Regions from separate parts of the Mus musculus genome. Here region 2 is linked to region 1. The links are chromatin contacts, called in public promoter capture Hi-C maps. All regions are on one chromosome and are shown on one strand. The core of a region is the stretch at or near the end of the contact, and the rest is flanking DNA. Distances in the headings are between cores, read along the strand shown.

What was found. Promoter capture Hi-C pulls out the DNA fragments that hold promoters and counts their contacts.
Region 2: a contact with region 1 is called in a promoter capture Hi-C map of liver, with 2.5 times the contacts expected there. The contact joins the enhancer-like site here to the promoter of Vkorc1l1 in region 1. A contact is called at or near these places in 7 of 39 promoter capture datasets (the C10 cell line, cranial neural crest, embryonic stem cells and 3 more), 2 of 484 Hi-C or Micro-C datasets (B cells and erythroblasts), 5 of 115 datasets of contacts at active chromatin or transcription factors (the 230-238 cell line, effector CD8 T cells, embryonic stem cells and 2 more) and 2 of 9 other capture datasets (adipose tissue and liver).

What each region holds. Positions count from the first base shown.
Region 1 is chr5:129,940,196-129,946,835 of GRCm38.p6, forward strand. Vkorc1l1 (vitamin K epoxide reductase complex, subunit 1-like 1) reads left to right here and starts at 1,914. Exons shown (of 3, transcript NM_027121.4): 1 at 1,914-2,170. The coding sequence starts at 1,977.
Region 2 is chr5:130,199,738-130,207,087 of GRCm38.p6, forward strand. Rabgef1 (RAB guanine nucleotide exchange factor (GEF) 1) reads left to right here. Exons shown (of 9, transcript NM_001199059.1): 5 at 7,272-7,350. Among named protein-coding and RNA genes, the nearest start is that of Tmem248, 19 kb to the right of the region's middle. Within about 2 kb of position 6,089, at least 59 of the 459 cell types and tissues checked have an H3K27ac peak or open chromatin away from gene starts, as enhancers often do. A contact at or near this core is called in B cells, effector CD8 T cells, liver and 2 more, where this site is marked.

The sequences.
Region 1 (6,640 bases), core at 664-3,163:
TTCAGTGAGATACTCTGTCTCAAGGAGGTAAGTCAGGGACGATTATAGTCAGCGATTTTTTTTTTGTACCCACACATATGTGAACACACACACAAATCAATAATGTCCTTTTTAGAGACTCTGACCCCATCTCTTCCCTCTCTCTCCTTTTTTGGAGGTTTAACCTAGAGCTTTACATGTATTAGTCAAGTATTCTACTGTTGAGCTAAAACTTGTTTTCTTCAACCCCTTACTTTGGGTGGGTGGGATGGAAGCCAGCTGTGTTTTCTGGAGGTGTAAATTGGAGCTGTTGTTACTGCCCAGGGAGGACCTGCAGCCTTCTCACTGCCATAGGAGAGAACCTGAAAGAGGACTCTCAGGGTTTGAGATGACTACAGCCATGCCTCACATCTTAATTTGATCCAAGGTAGAGAGGAAGAGAAAGAGAGAGGGAAAGGTGGAGAGACTGAGCCGGAAGATTCCTGACGCAGAGAAAATGAAAAAAAAAAAACCCCAAACAAAACAAACAGACACCCAGTTTATTAGCTTGCTTAAAGCTGCAAAAAATTGGGGTGATTTGTTATCCAACATTGTATAATTAATTGAAGAACATTACTTATTAATCAAAATCACTAGGTGATGCCCCCAAAGCCTAAGAGCTGCATTGAAGCAAAAGCTAGCAATCTCCATCAACAGCTTGTTTCTTTGTAGACACAGATATCCTTACATGGGTTTTCCTGTCCAGTTTTGACAGCAAGGAAGCTCAGAATCAGTTATGGCTCAATTTTAACAATTTTGCAAGCCTCTATGACCTCCTCACGTTTCGTTTTCTTCTGATTTCCCTTTTTCCAAGTTTTTGAGCTTTTTTTTTAAAGTTCATTTTTATCCTTTTAGTATGGATTATGTTAAAGCCACATCAAATCCAAATTATAGAGAAGTATTCATGAACCCATTTAAAAATAGGTTTTTTTAAATGTAAAAATAGTTTTGCGCATTTAAGAAAAAAGTTTCTCACATGTTGAACACAAGACGCCTGGAGGTGGTGCCTGGGGAAGATCATGTCACACAAACGTGTCTCTGGAGCTCTGGAGCCATTGGTCAGGGACAATTTGGATTGGATAAGAAATATCAAGTGATAACGACGGAAATGTGTGTGTGTGCAGAAAGGCAACTGATTGCTACCAGGAGCCAAGGGCTTGCCCAGTCAAGCATTGTAGTAGTATCTTTGAAATCGATCCCTTGTAACAGACCCTAAGATTAAGCCAAACCACCTCTCGCCTCACCCCTTTCCTAGGCCACACCCCTCATCCTTCCTGGTCACGCCCCTGCCCCATCCAGCACACCAGAGTTTTTGCGCTCCGCCCCTTCCCTTCGCTCCCGCCCCACCTTGTTCCGCCTCCCTTCTGACCGCGCCCTCCAGTGTAACGAACCCCATTTCTCAGCACCACCCTTCACTTGCGCCACGCAACCCTGGCTGCTTACAACCTCCGCCTCTTCCCCGCCCGCGCGCGGTTTTCCCACCCGCCCCTTTAAAATCAAACCACGCCCACCGTCAGCCACGCCCTCCGCATGCGCCGCACCACCTCCCCGCTGTTGCGCGCTCCGCCTCCTCCCTCCACACTTATGAGCGGCTTTCTCGCTCCGCCCCAATTCTGGTCAAGCTCCGCCCCTCCTCAAGCCCTTCCCTCTTTCAGACCCCGCCCTCCGCATGCGCCGCACCGCCTCCCTGGCGGTTGCGCGCTCCGCCCCTCCCTCTGTGTCCGCGCGCGCCTTCCCCGCCCAGTCCGCCTCACTCCTCTCGGGGCGGTTGGGCCGCGCGCCTGTGGGGGCGGGGCCCGGAGGAGGCGACCGAGCCAATGGGGCGCGGCGGTGGTGGCGGCGGCGGCGGCGGCGGCGGAGGCGGTGGCGGCAGCGGCGGCGGCTGGGTCGGGCCCCGACGGGCGGCGGCGTCTGAGGTGGAGGCGGAGGGAGGCGGCGGCGGCGGCGGAGGGGGGAAGATGGCGGCGCCCGTCCTGCTGAGAGTGTCGGTGCCGCGTTGGGAACGGGTGGCCCGGTATGCAGTGTGCGCCGCCGGGATCCTGCTCTCCATCTACGCCTACCACGTGGAGCGGGAGAAGGAGAGGGACCCGGAGCACCGGGCCCTCTGCGACCTGGGGCCCTGGGTGAAGTGCTCCGCCGCCCTGGCCTCCAGGTAGCCCGGCTTGAGTGAGGGGAGCGCGACGCGGGCGGCGGCGGGGGGCGGGGAGCGCGCGGGGAGCTCCGGCCTGAGAGAGCGGGGCCCGGGCCGCGACCCGGACGGCGGTGACCGGGGGGCGGCGGCTGAGGGCAGGCCTCCGGGATGAGGTGGCACAGTGCAGCCGGGAGGGCGCGGGCGCGTCCTGGCCGGTGTGACTTTTCTCCCTGTTGTCGCCGAGAGAGGCGTGTGAAGACCCCCGATGCAGAGATCGGCGAAGCCAGCATTCATCCCCGGGGTCTTGGGACCTCTGCTACCCCGGGGCTATATGTCCGGTGGCTTTTATCACTATCCTCTGGGTTGTTCGGGACAGGTGTTTTCGGTGCTCAGGCCTCTTTGTACTCAGAGTTAAGGAGAATTGGCAGCCTTCTGGAGGCGACAGTGACATTTGCGGGTAGACACGCATTTGACCCTACTCTGGAAGAGGAAGGTACCAGCACTTAACCCTATCTGATTTCTTGGATTTTTCTCCCTTGTGTATTTCACGAAGTGTGCCCAGCAGGGGGAAAATGGCCAGAGTTCGGGTCTACTTTAAGTTTAGAGTAAACGATGAGTACCTTGTGTATAGTGATATTTTAGGTACTACGATGACTGTTATTTTATGAAAGGATCTGAGTTGTGACCCACACTGGCCTGAAACTCATCGGACTATAACCTCTACAGCTATTCCCCTGCCTCAGTCTTTTGAGTAGGGAAATACAAGCATGCACCACCGTGGGTGACTTAGAATGACTTTTACATGTTGCTGATTAGTATTAGCGGAATAATCCGCAAGAGATTAGATTTACGAAACTTTGCTAAGCAGGTTTATTTAAACAATTTTTTGTTTCTTGAAAATACCATCGATTTTTTTTCCTGTTAACATTTTATGTAGTGTGCTAGCTTTTTTTCTTAGAAAAAAGTATTTTACACTTTTAAAAAAGGCTTTTTAAAAAACTGATAGCAGTCATCAAAACCAGCAAAAGTGAAAAGAATTATTGCAGAATAGATAGTTTGACATTTTAATAGAGAGTCCTACCCCTAATATTTTGATGTTTGTTAACAGTGCTTAACATTTCACTACATTCCCTCCTTTTGATAAATGCTAGGGAGACACAAATGTATATAGCTCACTAGTTTATTTTGCCCTCCATATTGGTGGAGGAGTATTTGAAGAAGCTAGGGTTGGAGTTTCTTATCTGCAAACTTAAGGCTGTTGATCTTTCCCACTTAGCCCTTTTCATAGACCAGCTAGGCTAGGCTAGCTCGTGCTTATAAGTGGAATTCCTGTAACTTTTTAGTAGAAAAATGGTTGTCATTATGGCCTCATTAAGCAGTTTTGTTTTTTTTTTTTAAATGCATTGAGTTTATAGTGCAGAATGTATCTGTGATGAAGAGCCCTCAGGAGTTTTATTTGCATCCAGGTTGAGGCCTCCTAGACTTTCTTTTAGACTAGACACCTTGAGAACCACTAAGTGTATCGTGCTTCTATTGCACATATTTATGTTGGGAGTGGGGTAGCACACACACTTATGGAGGTCATTGGACAACATGTGGGAGTCAGTTTCCCACCAGATGGGTCCTAGGGATTGAACTCAGGTCATCAGGCTTGCTGGCAAGCATCTTTACCAGCTGAGTCCTCTCACTGAGCCCACCAAGTATATTTTATGCACACATTCACATTTTTAAATGTTCTTTGCACCTTTGGAAAGGATTTTTTTTTTTTTTTCTTTTTGAGACAGGGTTTCTCTGTATAGCCCTGGCTGTCCTGGAACTCACTCTGTAGACCAGGCTGGCCTTGAACTCAGAAATCCGCCTGCCTCTGCCTCCTAAGTGCTGGGATTAAAGGTGTGCGCCACCACCGCCCGGCTTTGGAAAGAATTTTTAAACTTAAGTTTTTAACACCCCAAATTGAATGAATGAATGCAGAATAAAAAAAAGCATGCAGGAGCATATTTCAAATACTTAGAAACCATGAAATAAAAATGACTGGATAGGTTAATATGAAATATATTTATAATTATTACCAACTTTAGAATTTTTCTTTTTTTTTTAAAGATTTATTTACTTATTATATATAAGTACACTGTAGCTATCTTCACACACACCAGAAGAGGGCATCAGATCTCATTATGGATGGTTGTGAGCCACCATGTGGTTGCTGGGATTTGAACTCTGGACCTCTGAAAGAGCAGTCAGTGCTCTTAACCTCTGAGCCATCTCTCCAGCCCTAGAATTTTTCTTTTAATGCAGTCTATACAAAAATCTTACTGGGCTTTTTATTATTTGGCCATGTAAGAAGTAATTCACTGTATGTTTTGAGTTCTTCTAGTGGGCTTTTCTCTAAGAGATTGTTTCTGAACCATTTAATTATACACTAAATATTCTCATAGTTAATCTGTATCACAAGAAACAAATGTTCATGTGTTTTGTTTCTTGCTTTGTAGATCTGGCCAACTTTGAACTGAAAGCAGTCCTCCTTCAGTCTCAGTCTCCTGTGGACTGGAATTATAGCCTTGCCTGCACATCTGTCAAGTTTTTGTTTTTGTTTTGAATAAGACACAATAGCATGATATTTAATATTTAGTAACATCAATTAATGAATTAAAGTTATCTTAAAATATGTTAGACTAAAAATCTTTCTCGATCAGTGGCATTGGAGATTGAACACAGGGCCTGACCAGTGTTAGGTAAACTCTCTGTGACTAAGTTTCATCCCCGGCTTGCTTATTTTTGTCAGAGTTTTACTATGTAGCCTTGACTGGCTTGGGATTCCTAGAGATCTGCTTGCCTCTGCATCCTAAATGCTGAGATTGAAGGTTTATGCCACCATGCCTGGCATTGTTTGGGGTAACCCAAGTTAGCCTTGAACTTGCTGTGTTGTAGCGTAAGTTGAGGCTGGCCTTGAACTCCTTCGATCCTCTCTCTACTAATCCCTCATGTTCTGAGATTACAGGTGTGCATCATCATGTCTAGCTCCTATCTCTCTATCATATAGAAAGTGTGAACTTAGGATGTTGTGGCTAAAACTAGTGTTTACTTATATAGTGATGTACAGAACTACTTAAGTTAGGGGTTGGAAAGACGGCTTAGCAGTTAGGAGCTAAGTCCATTGAGGATGAGTCTGATGGTCAGCACTCATACTGAGTGGTCCACAGCCACCTGTGACTTCAGCTCCAGGGCATTCAGTGCCCTCTTTTTTTTCCTTTTTCTTTTTTAGCTGTATTTTATCATTTTATGTATATGAGTGTTTTTCCTGTACATATGGTATATGCACCACATGCATGCTTGGTACCTACAGAGATGAGAAGATGGCATTGGGTCTCCTGGGACTGGAGTTACCAGGCATTGTAAACAGCCCAAGTGGGTGCTGGGAATCAAACCCTGGTCTTCTGTAAAAACAAGTGCTAAGCTTAACCCCTGAGCCACCTCCAGCCCTTAGTACCCTCTTTGGCCTCAGAGGATAACTGCACTTTTGTGCACATACCTATGTACAAATACATACACATAATTAAACATAAAGTCTTTAACACTTTAAAATCTGATGTCTGCCGAAGGATAGGTAAGAAGTAAGGCATTCTAATAAGAGTAAATATATTTCATATGTACACTAAAACTATTTTCAGGAAATAGCCTTTTTATTAACTGTCTTGAGAGAGAGGGGTATGTATGTGTATGTATGTATGTGTATGGGGGAATGTGTGTATTTAACGAAGATAAAAGGATTTAGACAAAATTTCCTTTATAAACTGATTTCCTTTCAAATTGGGTAGAATAAGTATCTGCAAGATGCTCTTGACAATGTGGGAAAGCCCTTAAGTGAAACATTATCATATACTTTACATTAGTTAATTTTGTTTGAAAATGGACTGCCAGATAGCAGTAGTATTCAAAGATCTTGCTATTTCAGGAAAAGAAAGTTTGAGTTCAAGCGTTAATAGAACAAATGGTAAAGAAAGTTAACAGAAAAGAATATTCCTAAGCAGTCTGTGTGTCTAAGGCCAGTGGGTTGGTTTTGGGAAGTATAATTACATAATAGTAGTTCCAGACTTTTGGATTTCAAGAGAGACATTTCCCCCAATGTTCAGAGGCAGTAGAATTGCTAATAACAGCATTAGCAAAGGAGCCTGGCATGGTGGCCCATGTTTTTAGTCTCAGCACTTACAAGGTAGAGAAGGGATTGCTAAGTTCAAGGCTAGGCTAGGCTACAGAGCAAGTTTAACGACAGCTAGGGTTACCTAGAAGAGACCGTGTCTCAAAAAACAAAAAGTAGTAATGCTACTACTGTCTGTCACCATCATTGGTTCATTTTTAGGTATTTTAATTTGAAAGAACAGAATCTTAAAAGGCTGTGTTTTCATCATATGTTCTGACCTGCCGCTTGCTTTTTGGTAATAAGCATTTTTTTCTACCACTCTACTTTGTGTTGTATTCATATCAGTGAAACGT
Region 2 (7,350 bases), core at 4,839-7,338, 260 kb after region 1:
AGTAACAGCAGTTTAGAGGCAGAGACAGGCGGATCTCTGTGTTTAAGTTTAGTGGTCTACATAGTAAGTTCTAGGCTAGCCAGGGCTGCACAGTGCAACACTGTCTCTTTCTTTCTTTTTTTTGGGGGGGGGGAGGGGGTTTGTTTTTTTTTTTGAGACAGGGTTTCTCTGTGTAGCCCTGGCTATCCTGGAACTCACTCTGTAGACCAGGCTGGCCTGGAACTCAGAAATCCACCTGCCTCTGCCTCCCAAGTGCTGGGATTAAAGGCGTGCGCCACCACGCCCGGCGCAACACTGTCTCAAATAAAAAGGAAATAGAAAAAAAAAAAACAAACAGGAACACTATGCTGTGTGTTCAGAGCATCACTAATTGGTGCTGGAGACCTGATAAGCTTCAAATTCCTCCTGACTTAAGAACTACTGTGCAGCTAATTTTCTTTTATACTAGCGCCAAGTGTTTTGTGGTAAGGGGTCCAGTTGTTCATGTGTCTTGTGTATCTTTGGTGTCTAGCATGATGGGCAACATCCAGATACAGCTCAGGTGGATTTTTAAAATTGCATTGATTGGTTGATTGTGTGTGTGTGTGCTTGTAGGTAGGCATGGGTATTTAGAGGTCAGAGGATGACTGTCAGGAGTCTGCTCTCACCTCTACCATGTGGGGCTCAGGGATCAAATTTGAGTCACCAGGCTTGGCAGCAAGTGCCTTTATCCATCGGGCTACCTCTCCAGGTGTTTGAAGGAATCTCTACTGGCCTTTGACTCCAGGTTATAAAACTTACTATTTATGTCTGAAGTCACATACTCTAGCTTTACGACAATACTCAGATAAATTTATTAAATACAACGTAGGGAACGGTTCTTGGAGATTTGAAATGCACTTAGATTAAGGTGCACTTTGAATTCTTCAAATGTGTTTGCAAACCTTTACCCCACTTAGACTTTGTCTATCACTCTAGTGCCTCTTCAGCATGCTACGTAAGCCCTGCTTGTAGGGGCCACCCCACTGACCCGGCTGCACTGGGCTGTGTAGGAGCCGCCCCACTGACCCGGCTGCACTGGGCTGTGTTCCTGGGCATTGCACAGATTGTTTTCTCCCACGTTGCTGAGGCCTAGAACAGTGACACACTCCTGCTTCTGTCCCATGTGGATCGTTCCTGTTGTTTCCAGTCCTAGTTAATGCCAGAGTTGAACAACCTGTTCTGTGTGAGGGCCAAGACAAGAGAGTTGTTTTCAGAACTGTGTTAAATGCCTTCCCCAGCTATTTGTTCTCTGTTAGGAAACACTTTATTTGCATTTAGGTTTTTAAAAAAATTCCTGAACATTATTACTTCTGGCTGAAATTTCAATGCTTGCATATTTCAGACCCACCACAATATTGCATTATATAATGCTTTAACCATCCAACAAAATTTTATTTGCTAATTTTTTGAAGCTTGTTAATTTTATCTCCAGTTTTAAAAGCAGAGTTAGTTTAGTAAAGATATTTTGAAATAGATTTTAGGCTTAAGGATGGGGTGGAGCACTCCGGAAGAAAGTAAGCACCCTAAGAGGCATGCGTGGGCTGTGGGGGCTCTAATGGGAGAGTCACTCAGTTTTTCTTTTTTACGACTTACTTTTTTTAATGTGGGTATTTGCTCTAGGCCAGAAGAGAGGATTGAATCCCCTGGCATGGGAGTTACAGGCAGTTATGAGCTGCGACGTGGGTGCTGGGAACAGAACTCCACCCTTCAAGTATTCTTAACCGCAGAGCCATCTTTCCAGCAACCACCTCTTTTCTTTTTAATTACATTATCACCTATTGGGTTTCCTTTCTTTTGAGGCAGGGTCTCACTCTGTAGTTCACTCTGACCTTGAACTTGTAATCCCTTGACTGCTGAGGTTCTAACCATGTAATCCTACCACATCTGTCTCTGTGATTGAATATGTGTCACTGAACCTTGTCATAGTCTTCAGGATGTATGTTGTCACTGTACTGAGAAGAGCAGGCACATGATTGACGTAACATCCTTGCATGAATCGCTGCTGTAATCTCGCAGGATTGGGAGATCTAGGACAGGATCAAGTTTGAAGCCAGCCTAAACTACATAATGAGTTCCATGTCAGCCTGGGCTACAGAGTGAAACTCTGTCTCAAAAAACCACCAACAAAAAGATTCTGAAATTAAGAAAACAGAGGAGGTGGTCCAGGAATACAGCTTACTTAGCACACAGCAGGTCCTAGGTTTAGCCCTAGAACTGTGAAAAGAATGTGGAGAAGGCTCCCTGCCTTTGATTCCAACCCTCAGGAGGCACAGACAGGTGGATCTCTTGTTCCTGGCTAGCTTGGTCTATAGAGTGAGTTCTAGGACAGGCGGGGATACACAGAGAAACTATCTCAAAAACAAACAAGAGAGAGAGAGAGAGAGAGAGAGAGGAGAGAGAAAGAAAGGAAAGGAAAAAGAAAAGGAAAGGAAAGAAAAGGAAAGGAAAGGAAAGGAAAGGAAAGGAAAGAAAAGAAAAGAAAAGAAAAGAAAAGAAAAGAAAAGAAAAGAAAAGAAAAGAAAAGAAAAGGGCTCAGCGGTTAAGATCACTGATTGCTCTTCGAGAGGTCCTGAGTTCAATTCGCAGCAACCACATGGTGGCTCACAACCATCCGTAATGGGATCCAGTGCCCTCTTCTGGTGTGTCTGAAAACAGTGACAGTGTACTCACATACATAAAATAAATAAATCTTAAAAAATAAATCACCCCCCATACCAACTTGAGAGAGAACGAGGTTGGAGGGGGGGATGGAGTAAAAAAAGTGCAGAAAAGGCCGTGTGTGGCTTCATGACAAAGTTCTGAGTTCAGCCTTCAACACCTGAATTTTTTTTTTTCAATAAGGAAATTAGAAGCTAGAATGTAACTTGTATAAAAGAATCTTATAAAAGGTTATCTAGACATGGCTCAGTAATCAGGAGGAAGCTGGTTCTACTTGTTCTGGGGATCCAAAAGTTTGACAACACTCACCTCTCTGCTGGCTCTGCACTCATGTACACACACACAGGCTTCACAACACTCACCTGTCTGCTGGCTCTGCACTCATGTACACACACACACACACACACAGGCTTCACAACACTCACCTGTCTGCTGGCTCTGCACTCATGTACACACACACACACACACACAGGCTTCACAACACTCACTTGTCTGCTGGCTCTGCACTCATGTACACACACACACACACACACACACACAGGCTTCACAACACTCACCTGTCTGCTGGCTCTGCACTCATGTACACACACACACACACATACACACACAGAGGCTTCACAACACTCACCTCTCTGCTGGCTCTGCACTCATGTACACACACACACACACACACACACACACACACACAGGCTTCACAACACTCACCTCTCTGCTGGCTCTGCACTTATGAGCATACCCTACATACACACACGTTTGTACACATAACTAAAAATAAAACAAGATACAGCCAGGGGTGGTAGCAAACCCTTTAATCTTAGTACTTGGGAGGCAGAGACAGACCCCTGAGTTTGAGGCCATCCAGGACCACACATCATATAGAAACCCTGTGTCAAACACAAACAAACAAACAAAAAAACTTGGAAAAGGTAATCTTACTGTGAGACTTAAGCTTTAGTTTGGTAGAATACTGACTGTGGGTTCAATGGTATGTGTGGTCACCTGTGTAGTGTACTCTCTGTAGCTTTCCTTTGACCTTTGAACATAGCCTCATGTCTTGAGTAATTTTATTTTAAAGAGTATTTTTATTATTTTATGTGTATAGATATTTTGCTTGCCTTTTCTGCACTTTTTTTACTCCATCCCCCCCCCCACCTCGTTCTCTCTCAAGTTGGTATGGGGGGTAATTTATTTTTTAAGATTTATTTATTTTATGTATGTGAGTACACTGTCACTGTCTTCAGACACACCAGAAGAGGGCACTGGATCCCATTACGGATGGTTGTGAGCCACCATGTGGTTGCTGAGAATTGAACTCAGGACCTCTGGAAGAGCAGTCAGTGCTCTTAACTGCTAAGCCCTTTTCTTTTCTTTTCTTTTCTTTTCTTTTCTTTTCTTTTCTTTTCTTTCCTTTCCTTTCCTTTCCTTTCCTTTCCTTTTCTTTTCTTTTCTTTTCTGTCTGTGTACCTAGTGCTTACATGGCCCACTGAGGTCAGAAGAGGGCGTTGGATCCTCTGAACTGGTGTGAGCTGCTGTATGGGTGCTGGGAATTGAACCTGGGTCCAATGGGTGGAAGAGCAGCCCGTGCTTTTAACTGCTGAGTCATCACTCTAGCCCTTCAGGAGTAATTTTAAAGTATGGTGAAACCTGGGCATTGTGGCACATGCTTTTAATCTGTACACTCAGGAGACAGAAGCAAGTGGATGACCTCTCTGTGAGTTGGAGGCCAGCCAGAGCTACACAGGAGATCTTATCTCAAAAGGAAAGGAAGAAAAAAAGCTCAGAGGACATGCAGAGAGACAATCATCTCAAAACCCTGTTATCTCATTTAACGAGGTTCATGGCTTGGTGAAGAATTGTTTTCTTCAAGTCTGTTTATATGGAAACATGTTTAAAGCGTGCTATTAGGTTGGGCGTGTAGATGTGAGCATATACTTTAAGCACTTGGGAGGCTGAGGGGGAAGATTACTTGTGCCCACAAGTTTGAGACTGATTGGACAAAATAATGAGAGCCTGTCTCAAAACTAAAAATCATATGCTGGGTAAGGTGGCATATGGCTTTCATCTCCGCATTTATGAGCAGATAGCAGGGGGTTAGAGGCTGGCCTGGACTATCCTGGCCGGTGAAGGACAGCCAGTGCTCTCTAGACCCTTAGTTCGGGTTATAAAACACTATTACTCTAGGGCTGGAGAGCTGAAGAGGATCCAGGCTCAGCTCTCAGCACCCTTGGCATGGTGGACCTGACACCTTGCTTCTGAGGGCACCAGGCATGCGTGAGGTGCTCGTGCATGTGTAGCAAAGACACCAGTTTTCTTGTGAGCCGCACTCTGTGATCTCACTCTCCTGAGGAAGTGATCAAGTGTAATAGAGGAGCTTTTGGTCGTTTCATGGCTTTGGTTTCGTTTCCTGGAGAGCCTTTCTGTGAAGATTTGCCTCTGCCTTGCATGTTGGCTCCCACCTTTAATCTCAGCACTTGGAAGGCAGAGGTGGGTGTTTTTTTTTTTTTTTTTTTTTTTTTAAGTTCTAGTCTAGCCTGGTATACATAGGGAAGGAGTTCTAGACTGGGCTATAATAGAGATACCCTGACTCAAAAAACAAACAAGCAAAACAACAACAATAAAAAACAAAAGGCTGGAGAGATGGCTCAGAGGTTAAGAGCACTGGCTGCTCTTCCAGAGGTCCTGAGTTCAATTCCCAGCAACCACATGGCTACTCACAACAGTCTGTAACTCCCATTCCAGGGCTTCTGACACCCTCACACAGATATGCAGGCAAAACATCAATGCACATAAAATTAAATAAACAAATGAATAAAATAGAAACAGTTGCTACTGGTTACTTTGTATTAACTTACAGTTTGCCTTGTGTTAACACTTATGGAGAAGGTATTTTTTCTGTGTTTCGATGAAGAGATTATAGTGTGAAATGTGTCTTTATCTTCACTCACACTTTCCCAGAATATGAGGGCCCTCCTGTACCTTACAGAGATTTTGCTGAGCATTTCATTCGTATGTATTTATTTATTTTTGAGACGAAGTTTCATGTAACCTATGCTGGCCTTGAACTCCTGATTTTCCTGCTTCTCCCTCCAAGTGCTTAATCACAGGGTGTACAGCACTGGTTTACACTGGGCTGGGGCACTCTGCCCACTGAGCCAGTTGCTAGCACCCTCTTCAATTGTTCTAAACCAAATAGTAGTCTGAGCTGTCTGGTTACTATAGAGACCAGAAGGGTATGGCCAAGAGGAAGAGACTCATCCAAACAGGCTTTACTTCTTGAGGAAGTTGGGAGGAAGTAGCACAGACTTGGTTCTAAAATTAGAAGCAATGTGTCCTCATTATACACAGAAGCTGAAAAAGTCAACATGGTGGGAGCAGATTGCAAAACAGTGCCTCCAGGTACTGGGCAGCAAGACAGAGGGCCAGCCAGGTACAAGGTTAAACCTCCAGTGCTGTGTGTGTGTGTGTGCGTCTGCATGGCAGTATGTGTATATGCGTGTAGATGCCCATGTATATGTGTGTGTGTGTGTGTGTGTGTGTGATGTGTGTGTGTGTATGTATGTGTATGTATGTGTGTGGTGTTTATGTGTGTGTGGTGTGTGTATTTGTGTGTGTGTATGTATATGTATGTTTGTATGTATGTGTGTGTCTGTGTGCGTCTGCGTGGCAGGATGTGTATATGCATGCAGATGCCCATGGAGGTCAGAGAGAGTGTGGGGGAACTCAGAAGCTGCAGCTCCAGGCTGTTGTGAGTCTCCTGATGTGGATGCTAGAACTTAATCCTGGTCCTCTGGAAGTATAGCAGGTCCTCCTAACTCACCTCTGGGTCATCTCTCCAGCCTTTCTGATGTCCTTAAGCACAGCAGGAAAACTATGGTTGTTGACACATGACACATGGTGTATTTCAAAGTAATGAGTGGGAAGGAATTTGAATATTCCTGCTATAGCACATTGGCAAGTCTAGGATCGTATGCCTTGGTCCAATCTTGTATAGAAGTATCGCTATACCCATGAATATGGAGATACTAGAGGGTAATCGACATTTTTTAAAGTGAAAAAAAAAATGAGTATTTAAAAAATCAACTCAAAAAGGATCCAAAACTTACATGTTACAGCTATTAAAATCTAAAAAGACCTTGTCATGGAAAAATTAACACTAGTAGTAGTAATAGTAATAAATCGTAAGGATGAGGGTGGTGATGTGAAATAGAGCGCTCACAGGTTGTCTATGCTTACTGTGATGTGTAAAGATCATCAACAGGAGATCTCTCAGGCTGGAGGGGTGGCTCAGCAGCTAAGAGCACTGACTGCTCTTCCAGAGGTCCCGAGTTCAAATCCCAGCAACCACATGGTGGCTCACAGCCAGATCTGACGCCCTCTTCTGGGGTGTCTGAAGACAGCTACAGTGTACTTACATTTAATAAATAAATCTTAAAAAAAAATAGTAGATTTTTCTTTCTTGCAGAATATGTGTGATTTTTAAGTTCTTATAGAGTCGGCTCAGTGCAGGGAGTGTGTTTGAGAGACTTGCTCAGGTTTGGTGTTCTCAAACTAACTCTTCAGCTGCTTACCAACCTATTGTCTGTTGATTCCAGGATTTAAGCATCGAGGAACAGTCAGAATGTACTCAGGACTTTTACCAAAATGTGGCTGAAAGAATGCAGACCCGTGGGA